Linked DNA regions of Mus musculus: region 2 is linked to region 1. A link is a contact called in public HiChIP or PLAC-seq data. All regions are on one chromosome and are shown on one strand. Each heading gives the region's core, a stretch centred on a gene start, on an enhancer-like site or on the middle of the called end of the contact. The rest is flanking DNA. Distances are from core to core; before and after follow the strand shown. Region 1 overlaps Rfx2 (regulatory factor X, 2 (influences HLA class II expression)). Region 2 overlaps C3 (complement component 3).

What was found. HiChIP or PLAC-seq counts read pairs in DNA pulled down with a chosen protein or histone mark.
Region 2: a FOXA1 HiChIP or PLAC-seq map of pancreatic cancer cells shows a contact between it and region 1. The contact joins two enhancer-like sites. A contact is called at or near these places in 1 of 39 promoter capture datasets (liver), 1 of 115 datasets of contacts at active chromatin or transcription factors (pancreatic cancer cells) and 1 of 9 other capture datasets (liver).

The regions. Positions count from the first base shown.
Region 1 is chr17:56,812,412-56,817,966 of GRCm38.p6, forward strand. The region is part of intron 1 of Rfx2 (regulatory factor X, 2 (influences HLA class II expression)); the gene reads right to left. Among named protein-coding and RNA genes, the nearest start is that of Rfx2, 16 kb to the right of the region's middle. Within about 2 kb of position 2,395, at least 156 of the 459 cell types and tissues checked have an H3K27ac peak or open chromatin away from gene starts, as enhancers often do. A contact at or near this core is called in pancreatic cancer cells, where this site is marked.
Region 2 is chr17:57,199,659-57,205,213 of GRCm38.p6, forward strand. C3 (complement component 3) reads right to left here. Exons shown (of 41, transcript NM_009778.3): 39 at 4,809-4,892; 40 at 4,593-4,728; 41 at 4,309-4,496. The coding sequence ends at 4,355. Among named protein-coding and RNA genes, the nearest start is that of Tnfsf14, 8.3 kb to the left of the region's middle. Within about 2 kb of position 2,408, at least 28 of the 459 cell types and tissues checked have an H3K27ac peak or open chromatin away from gene starts, as enhancers often do. A contact at or near this core is called in pancreatic cancer cells, where this site is marked.

The sequences.
Region 1 (5,555 bases), core at 1,145-3,644:
TCACTCCCAGGACAGCACCATTTTGTCCCTGTAGACAGATGCCTGTCTGTAGCTGCACCCTGGGTCCCAGGAAACTGGCTAGCTCTGGTTTTCACTGCACACGAGGCTCAAGGCATGTTCACCCTGACTAACTCCCTTATGCCTCACTATGGGTTCCTCCACAGTGTACAGCCCTGAGGCCTGAAGCTACGCCACTCCCTCCTGCCCACCTGGACCTGTGCTCTGTCCTGGTCCCATCATCCCTTCCTCTTGCTCACTGCACCTTGACCAGGGGAACCAAACTGTGGATGGCAGCTGACAGCCAAGGACAAGATGGAGCAGGAGGCACTGTCCCCCATCCCTCCTGCCTGTGGGCAGTCACAGCACAGCTCACAGGTCTTCCCTCTGCCCCACAGCATCTTCTGGGCTCTGAGACTGGTGATGATGGGGGAGGGTATAGCTAGTGTTTACTCAAGTGGCAAAGCAAGCACTTCCATGGGAAATTAAAAAACAAAAAGCAGTTAGGCCCAATGAGATGGCTCTGAGCTCTGATGTCCTGATTCAATTCCTGAGATCCACATGGTGGAAGGAGGGAACCAATTCTCAAAAGCTGCCCTCTGACCCACCCAAGTGAGCTATGGCATGCCTGTGAAGATATACATACACTCACATAAATAGAACATGTAAGATAATCCACTAAAAAGGTGCTGTGTGTCTACTCTTATAAGCCAGGAGCTCACACAGCCCAGGCTGACCCAAGCTCATGATGTCGGTGAGGCTGGGCTTCGACTCCAGGGACTCTACTTCTCTCCTCTCTGCCTCCCAATCACTGGGGTGACAGGCACGTGCCACTGCACAGAGAGCACTAGATCTTAGCCATGGGTTGGGTATGATGGAGCAGAGCTGCTGGCTTGTCCTTCAGTTTTTCATACACCGAGCTTGCTTCCATTTTTATAGGACACTGTCACATTCAGTGCTGGGAGCAACCCTGAAAGTTCAGAAACCTGTTGAAATTCTTTTAAATGTCCCAGACACAAGCTGAGTCACTATAGCTGGGACACTGGGCCCCCAGGCAGTGGTGGCGCACGCCTTTAATTTCAGCACTTGGGAGGCAGAGACAGGTGGATTTCTGAGTTCGAGGCCAGCCTGCTCTATAGATTGTGTTCCAGAACAGCCAGGGCTACACAGAGAGACCCTGCTCAAAAACAAACAAACAAACCGCTGAGACAGTAGCCACTCAGCATCAAATGATAGTCTTCTGAAAAGTAGGGGGTGAGTGATGTACAGAGGAAGTTAGTGACAGGCTCCAGGGTGCATCGTGGGAGCACCCGAGACCCAAGTAAAGGTGGCAGCCAAATCCCCTCAGAGCAGCCCTGCTCCCAAGTCTGGATTTATAGCTTCTTGTGGGGGCAGGGTGTCTGAACAGAACTCAGGCCAGTGTTTACCTCAGCAACGGGGCCCTGGGAAATAGTCCCTGTCCCTAGCCACAGGGAGGAGTAGGAGGGCGGTGGGTCTGATCCTGATCCAGCCAGGGCTGGAAAGCGGCCTGCAAGAGGCACCTGTCGTGAGCCTGCCCCAGCATCTTTGGTGTACCCTATCAGATCACTCTGGGATCCCAGTGTCAGGGGGGATCCCAGCACAGGGGATCAGAGTGTTCTGGGTTCAGGTTCCAACACCAGCCCGTCCCGAGTGGGAGTGTTTTGGGGGCTCTGCTCTGCTTTGTCAGCCATCAGAGTGGCCCAGATAGAGACCCTAGAAACACAGGAATTAAGAGTTTCTTTAAACGCCTTTAATCCCTGCACTCAGGAGGCAGAGGCAGGTGGATTTCTGAGTTCAAGGCCAGCCTGGTCTACAGAGTGAGTTCCAGGACAGCCTGGGCTATACAGAGAAACCCTGTCTCGGGGGGAAAAAAAAAGAGTTTCTTTAAAATTCCACTGAAAACTAAAATCAGAGTCCGTGGGACTCTCGGTGCCTGCTACCTGCCAGCTCCCCACCCCCTCCCGCGAACCTCCACATCATCTAATCAGAAAACACATGCAGATGCTGGATGGGAACCGGGCGCCGGCCTCTGGCGCCGCGTGCCCAGCCCTCATTGTTTGCTGAGTAACAACGGTTGCCAGGGGCGACGCAGTCCACTCCCGTTTCCAAGCGCCCGTTGCCCAGCAACCCAGAGAATACTTCCCAAACCAAACAATGTCATCCCCGGGGCAACTTCTCTATCTCACGTTAAGCAGATCTAAAATAAAAATAAATAAATAAATAAAAAAGAAAGCCCTTCCAAATATGTAATCTATTATTTTCAGAGGCCTGAACAGCAAGACAAATAATTTCTTCTCTATAGTAACCAGGATGGACCGGCAGCTCACCAGATCTGTTCTGAGGCTAGAAGCCCAAACCAATGCTTCGCTCAGCTCCCAGTGATCCTGAGGCCGGCTGCCACCCTTCCCAGTCCTGGACCAGGAAGAAGGATGGGCTCAGTTTACCCTTAGGCAGCAAGTCACACACAAGTCTTCTCTAGGCAAAGAAGCAGGGGTTAAGCTATTTGAGAAAAGTGCAAGATCAGAGCAGTTGCCTAACATCCTGGACTCCACAGAAGGTAGCAAGCATGAGCGGAGCCGCACACACCAGTGGCTCAGGGTGGCCCTGTCCCAGAGGACTCCACGGAGAGTAGGGACTGCTACTCTGTCTTCTGCCCTCCCAGAGAGAAGCAATGGCTAAGAAGAATTGGGTGACTTCAGAGGCCCTGCTGGGCTCGAGGGTGCGGCCTTTAAGGCCCATGTGAGGAACAGCCCTGGCCAACATCCTTTGTAAAGGCCAGTGAGCTTGTCATCCAGGCAGGGCCTAGGCTCTGAAGCCATCTCCTTTCCCTGATAATTACATTACTCAGTAGTGTATGTGTGAGCATGCACCCGCTATGCACAGAAGTCTGCTTTCTCTTCCCACTAGGTGGGTCCTGGGCATCCAACTTGCATTTTTTTAGGCTTGGCAGCAAGCACCTTTACCCACAAGTTACTTCTGTAGCCCTTGAGACAGATTCAATCAAAGCACAGAACCAGTGTCCAGCCTCCCGGGCCAGTGCTGGATCATTCCAGCACTGCATCAATAAACATGGGTCAATTAAGTGGCCCTGTGGCTTCCAGTGCAGACAGGACAGGGCCCCGGTGAAGTCAGAATTTGGTGGTGGTGGTTTGTTGTTTGTTTGTTTTTTGTTTTCTGAGACAGGGTTTCTCTGTGTAGCCCTGGCTGTCCTGGAGCTCACTTTGTAGACCAGGCTGGCCTCAAACTCAGAAATCCCCCTGCCTCTGCCACCCGAGTGCTGGGATGCTGCTGCTCAGTGACACTGGGGCAGTCACTGACTGCTGGGGTGGCTGTATTGCCACTGCTGCTCTGGGGATACATCTGGTGTTCTACATTGGCTTTGGAGGTGCTGTGGTGAGGCCATGGAACCTCCTGTTCAAAGGAGGAACAGTGCAGGGGTCTTAGCTGTCTAGGGCTTGGGCAGCAAGATGGAACAGAGGAAAAGGCATGAGGGCCTACGGAAACTCACACTTGGTAAACCTGGCCAAGGACCCATGGCTGGGCACCCACAGGCCCCACAGGTGGGTCCACTTCTATCACCTTGCTAAATGGACATAGTATCAACATGTCTCTAATGAAGTGTCTCTCCTCTTTCTGGATGTGAGGCCAGGGTTGAGTGCAGCACCCAAGCCTTATCAGAGAAGTATCTTTGTGCAGTGGACGGTCGGGTCGGTGTCAACACAGAAGCATACAATTGACCAAAAAGAGAGAAAAAGACACCACGTGCTCAGCCACAGACGGGGGTCTACATCACAGCTTGCAGGGACTGTGTAATGACAGGAGAGAGGGCAGAGAGGCTGGAGAGCCTGATGGGGCAGGACCAGAGCAGCCATAACGGGAGTCCAGCACCAGCATTAGCTCTGGGCTGTCAGGACAGGCTCAGGTCTGTCCTCTTCTGTTTTTGGTGACTCCATTCTTGGGTCTTTGTTAAGTCAATTTCCAAAAGAGGAGCTCGGGATCACTCTGGGGACATGGAATAAAATGTTCTGAGCGCTGGAAAGGCAAAAAGAGAGGCATGGGGATTCTTTTAAATATATTTGGGAAATGTTTGATTTGTTTGTTTTTGTGTTGAGATGGTGTCACGTAGCACAGGCTCAAACTCTCTATGTGGCCAAGGATGACCTTAAACATCTGACTCTCCTGCCTTCACCTCCCAAATGTGACTGGTGTGTGCACCATGCCCATCACATCTTCTTGCATTAACCATGTAAAAGCTTACATTTAAGATTTTACATAGCCAGGCATGGTGGCACATGTCTCTAATCCCAGCATCCAAGAGGCAGTGGGAGAGGGATCTCTGTGAGTTCGAGGCCAGTCTGGTCTACACAGTGAGTTCCAGGACAGCCAGGGCTATGTAGGGAGATCCATGGTCAACAGCAACAAAGCTAGCTGTGCTCAGGACTGGGGACCTGCCTGGCATGTGACACTCAGCACCACAGTGACACTATGGCTGACCTGAGACTGGCCAAATGCTTACTTGGAGCTGGAGGTCTCTGACCTGGCTTTTGTCTCCTCTCCTCCTAAAGGCCTGTTTGTGTTTTGTCGAGGTTGTCACAGGCAGCAGGACAACCTCGTGTCACCCCCAGGAGCCCTGCCGAGGGAGCTGGTGCTCAGCTCTGCTGCTGGTTTGGCCACTGCTTATGTTAAGGTCAGCAGTGAAGTGGGCACGGGAAGACAGCGGAGCATCCATTGGCAGACAAACAGCTGGGACTCCACAGTGGGACAGCATGGGACAGACCTGATGCTGATGGTGTCTTCCCACACTTACTCTCCATCCCAGGACCTTGTTCACCAGGAGCTGAGTGAAGGAACATCAGCACCCACCGCTCGTGTCATCACCAAAAGCTTTTGTAGGACCCATGATTGCCCAGTTGAGAAGGCAGCTAACACAAGGTCACAGAAGATTAGATGACAAACATGCTATGCAAAAAACATATGGGAAAAACAGGGAGATGGAGGAGGAGATGGGGAGGAGATGGGGAGGGGATGAAGGAAAAGTATGAACTCACAGGGAGATCATGAAATGTTCTGAAATTAGTGCTGATGGCCACATAACTTTGAATATACAAAAGTGTGGTAAGCAATATATTTTAAATGGGTGAACTCTGTGGATGTAAACTATAATTCAATAATCTTGTTTTTGCATACATTTGCATATGCATGTACTTTCATATCACAGCACACGTGTGAACATAGGAGGACAACGTGGGAACTGGTTCTCTACTCCCACCACACGGGTCCCAGATTGTACAAGGTAGTCATCTTAGTGGCAAGCACCATTAACCACTGAGACACTTTGCTGGTTGTGGTAAATTGCTTTTAAAAATGTATATGGGTCTCAGGTGCAGAGGCTCACATCTTTAATCCCAGCACTCAAGAGGCAAAGGCAGGAAAATTTTTATGAGTCTGAAGACAGCCTGGCCAACAGTGAGAGCTCCAGGACAACTTAGTGAGTCCCTGTCTTAAAAACACTGAAAAGGGCTTGGAGAGATGGCTCA
Region 2 (5,555 bases), core at 1,158-3,657, 390 kb after region 1:
TGGAACATCTGCAACAGCACTATGAACCATGAACTAATGAAACCTATCTCCATCCTTCTCCTTACATCCCTCCATCCTCCTCCCTTCATCCCTCCATCCTCCTCCTTACATCTCTCCATCCTCCCCTTACATCTCTCCATCCTCCTCCTTACATCCCTCCATCCTCCTCCTTACATCCCCCCATCCTCCTCCCTTCATCCCTCCATCCTCCTCCTTACATCCCTCCATCCTCCTCCTTACATCTCTCCATCCTCCTCCTTACATCCCTCCATCCTCCCCCTTTCATTTCTCCATCCTCCTCCTTACATCCCTCCATCCTCCTCCTTACATCCTCCTCCTTATATCCCTCCATCCTCCTCCTTACATCCCTCCATCCTCCTCCTTACATCCCTCCATCCTCCCCTTTCATCTCTCCATCCTCCCCCTTTCATCTCTCCATCCTCCTCCTTACATCTCTCCATCCTTCCCTTACATCTCTCCATCCTCCTCCTTACATCCCTCCATCCTCCCCTTACATCTCTCCATCCTCCTCCTTACATCCCTCCATCCTCCTCCCTACATCTCTCCATCCTCCTCCTTACATCCCTCCATCCTCCTCCTTACATCCCTCCATCCTCCTCCTTACATCTCTCCATCCTCCTCCTTACATCCCTCCATCCTCCTCCTTACATCTCTCCATCCTCCTCCCTACATCTCTCCATCCTCCTCCCTACATCTCTCCATCCTCCTCCTTACATCCCTCCATCCTCCTCCTTACATCCCTCCATCCTCCTCCTTACATCCCTCCATCCTCCTCCTTACATCCCTCCATCCTCCTCCTTACATCTCTCCATCCTCCTTCTTACATCCCTCCATCCTCCTCCTTACATCCCTCCATCCTCCTCCTTACATCTCTCCATCCTCCTCCTTACATCTCTCCATCCTCCTCCTTACATCTCTCAATCCTCCTTACATCTCTGTATCCTCCTCCTTACATCCCTCATCCTCCTCCCTACATCTCTCCATCCTCCTCCTTACATCCCTCCATCCTCCTCCTTACATCCCTCCATCCTCCTCCTTACATCTCTCCATCCTCCTCCTTACATCCCTCCATCCTCCTCCTTACATCCCTCCATCCTCCTCCTTACATCTCTCCATCCTCCTCCCTACATCTCTCCATCCTCCTCCTTACATCCCTCCATCCTCCTCCTTACATCCCTCCATCCTCCTCCTTACATGTCTCCATCCTCCTCCTTACATCTCTCTATCCTCCTCCTTACATCTCTCAATCCTCCTTACATCTCTCCATCCTCCTCCTTACATCTCTCCATCCTCCTTACATCTCTCAATCCTCCTTACATCTCTCCATCATTCTCATTTTTTTTGACAGATTCCACTTGATACTGTTCTTGGTTAAGAACTTTAATACATTTTTTCACCAAATTTACCAAAATACTATGCTACATATACTGATTCACTAGTTCCTACACTCATCTACTTATTCATTTCTGTAAGAGTTTTAATTATTGTTTGTTGTTCTGGCATAGTACAGAAAGTAGACACCTTTTCTGCATTGGTAAATATTAACTTTGAATCTTCAGATACATATATTTCATTTGAAACCCTCATGTATGTCAGGACACTAGTGAGGGGCCACAGACAGTTTGGAGAGGCAGTCCAGAGACCAAGGGATGAGAAGATAGAAGCTATGGTACCAAGGCTTTTAGGAGCTTAGTGGGATGGGGATGGGTTAGTTGTAGTGGATGTGAGGTCATGGTAGAGGAAGAAATATGGGACAGTTACATACACTGAAGGTAGATGAAACAGACATATGCAAATCTATGTACCATTGTACATGCTTCATTTACATATGTGCATATGTGTGTGTGTTAATCTATAATGAATGGGGTGATATCACTTCTCTTAGACACCACTGGCTAACAGATAAAAGCCCAATACCAGAAATGGTTACTTCTTTGGGGGTTGTTGACTAGTGAGGTCCCATAGACACTCCCAAACCTTACAGACTAGTGCCAGTGCCGTTGGCTAAGCCCAGGACTTCACGGTAAGACCCCATTACTGAAGACACCACATACTTGAGTCATAGAACATGAAAAAGTTGAGGTGATATGTCCTGAGGGCTTTGTTCCCTTTGGCTGGCCTTCACAGCGCAGGAAGGAGAAAAGTCGCCAGCAGTCTCATACAGCTGCGACCCCTGCATGCTGTAATAACAATGGGCCTGGCAAGGGATGCCCACTGACCAATAGTGAACCTAACACCGTAGGTGTAACCAGCCACCTTTTGGTTGGACTTAAGTCCCTCTTACAAGAAGAATCCTCTACCTGGCATCATGACTGGGCCACAGGACCTAGGGGAGATCCTATCGACTCATAATGACTCATCATTACAGCCCAAAGATCAGAGCAGCTTTCAACCATTGCCTGAGAAGTTTCTATTTGCATTAGTTGGCGATTAACACAGAGAGCTGCAGAGACTAAGAGACTGAAGATTTTTCACCTCTAAATGAAACATTTACCTGCACCTACTCTTCCCACAGTCCAGGGGTCATTCTAGAAGAGGGGGCAGAAAAGAGCACAAGAGCCAGAGGTAGTGAACAACTCTAAGGAAATTAGAGTCCTAGTCAGGGTTCCTATTGCTGGGATGAAACACCATGACCAAAGCTACTTGGGGTGGAAGGGTTTATTTCCACATTGTAGCTCATCATTAAAGAAAGTCAGGACAGGACTACACACAGGGCAGGAACCTTGGGAGTTGTAACTTTCCTAAACCCTGCCAGCGTGGTAAACTGCCGTCCACAAAGGACCATCTACACCTGGAGGACACAGCAGCACAAACCATGTGAGTCACAGTAGCCTAGGGAACAGAGACTCCTGAGGAATCAGATAGGACAGGGCTGAGCTGTGAGTAAGCGGGTGTGTGTGTGTGTGTGTGTGTGTGTGTGTGTGTGTGTGAGCGTGTGTGTGTGTGTGTGTGTGTGTGTGTTTGTGTGTGTCAGCGGAGGGAGACAATAGGTACCTCTAGAAACTCCAGAGCGGGCTGAGAGATAACTGTTGGCTAAGAGCTTGCTGTGTGAGGGAGAGAACTAGATGTCCGTCCTCGGAGCCCACATAATCCTAGCACAAGAGACAGAGACAGCCTAGCTGACTACTGAGCTCTCAGTAAAAGGGAGTAAAACCCCATCTCACAAACATGGTTCACCCACCTGGAGAAAGGTGCTGTGTGTCATGTTAAAAGCCACGCCACCTCCTTGCCCGGGTTGCATGCAGCCCGAGCTCCTGGCTTTGCCCAGGACTGTGGCTCATGCAGAGGATCAATCATAACCAACCCCTAACCTGGGAAAGCTGGGAGCTGCCATCTGCACGCCACCGGTCCCTCTCTGTTCCTCTCTTTCTCTGTCCACCTTAGCTCTGTGGAATGAAAACACTAGACGGTTTTATTATTTTAGAATTTGTCAGGTAGCACAATTGCTCCCCAAAACTTACCAGCTAACTTGTATCAGCTGGTCTACATCAGCCAGCCTCCACCGGTGGCGGAGGGCCCCCGGTTCTAATTTCCCTAAGATCTTACATGACTGCTGCTTTCTTCTTGTTTCAGTGCATGGCTGCAAAAGCCCCTCTCTCCTTTCTTGAGTCCCCTTTTTTCTCCCCTGGAACCCGGAAGTCTCACCTTTACCCTTCCCCCAGCCTTCTTTATTGATCAAATCAAGAACCAATTAGGGAACCAGATTTTAGTAATAGCTCCTCCCCCTACAGAAAGGTATGTTGGTTAAGAACACATACCGTTCTTGCAAAGGCCCCAGGGTCAGTTCCCAGCATCTATAATTTTGCAGCTCACCTGTAATTCCAGTTCCAGGAGATCCAAAGCCCTCTTCTGGCCTCCATGTGTACTGAACACAGACACAGACAGAATTTTGGTAAATTACTGGGGATGGAATGGTGGCTCAGCAGTAAAGAACACTTGTAGACATCCTAGGTTTGGTTCCCAGCTCCCCTTTGGGCAGCTCACAGCAATCTGTAGCTCCAGCTTCCTCTCCTGGCCTCTGAGAGCACCTATAATCATGTGGCAATATGAACTCATGTAGACATACATGAAATTAGTACATATATTAAAGATAAAATAAATTTAAAAATACAAAGTGTCTGCTGTGGTGGTGTATGCCTTTAATCCCCATACTCATGAGGCAAAGGCGAGGCCAGCCTGGTCTATAGAGCAAAGTCCAGGACAGCCAGGGTTACACAGAGAAACTGTCTCAATCAGAACAAACAAACAAGCAAGCAAGCAAGCAAACAAACAAACCAAACACTGAAAGATGGGTGAAATACAACTGAAGCTTTATTAGAGGGCTGGGCTGTAGTCAGTTGGGACAACCATAAACCACCATAGATTCTGTGAATGCCCCAAGTTCTTCGCACTGTTTCTGGTACTTCTGATCCTGGCATTCTTCTGCCTCAGGCCAGTGCTCCACCCACGTGTCCTTCCCAATGATGTAGCTGGTGCTGAGGAAGGAAGAGCTTGCAGTTAAGAGCAGGTTCCTGGGGTCAGTGGGTGGGGCCAGAGGGGCAGGCATACCGACATGCAGGGTGGGCACTTACTTGGGCTTTTCTCCCCAGAGGTCAGAGGAGAGGCCCCACATGAGGTACTTCTTCCCTTTCTGCAGCTTCAGGGCGTTTCTGCACTTGATGTGGCTGATGAACTTGCGTTGCTGCCCTGCCTGCACCTCATCTGAGCCTGCGGGGCAGGGAAGAGGAGGTTGAGTCCCAGCCAAGGCAGTTGGTCTGGGGAGGCAGGAAGTCAAGAGGGCTGGGTACCTGACTTGATGACCTGCTGGATGGTCATGGTGTACTCATCAAAATCATCCAACAGCTCTATGTTGGTTAGCTCGGTCTTGTACACTGTGGTGGGGGAAGGGGCAGAGAGGGTTTTGAGCAGGGTCGGTCATGGGGCCCTCACCAGCAGATAGATGCACCTGACTATGTGACACCCCCTCCCACGCCTACAAGCAGAGATAATGCTGAGTCAGAGCTGCTGTCAGTCTGTCCCCTCCCAGGGACACACACAACCAGGCCATCCCACTGCCACGTTCACACTCACGGGCTCAGTCACAGGGTCTTATCAAAACTTCAACCTCACTGGTGTGCCTAGGCTTGCTGGCCTGAGAACCGACTGCCTCTGCCTCACCTGTGGTTGGGTTCAGGACATGTGCTGTCATGCTGAGCTCTTTATGTAGGTGCTGGGGGATCAGATCTGGGAGCCCATGCCTGGGTATCCAGAGCCATATGAACAGAGCTATCATCCACAGTCTTTACGCTACTGCAAGGAACCACTCACCCTAGCTCTTATGGGTGACCCTAGTAACTGGCTGGTTCAGTAAGCTGGACCTGGGTGATCAGTGCCCTAACTGGTGTGAGTATCTGCCAAAACAAAACAAACAAACAAACAAACAAAAAAAACCCAAAAAACTCCATCACACAACACAGACCACCCCTTCACTATATATCTACACATGTCCTCTACACAACAGTCACATGCAACCACAGCCTGACAGGGACACAAGC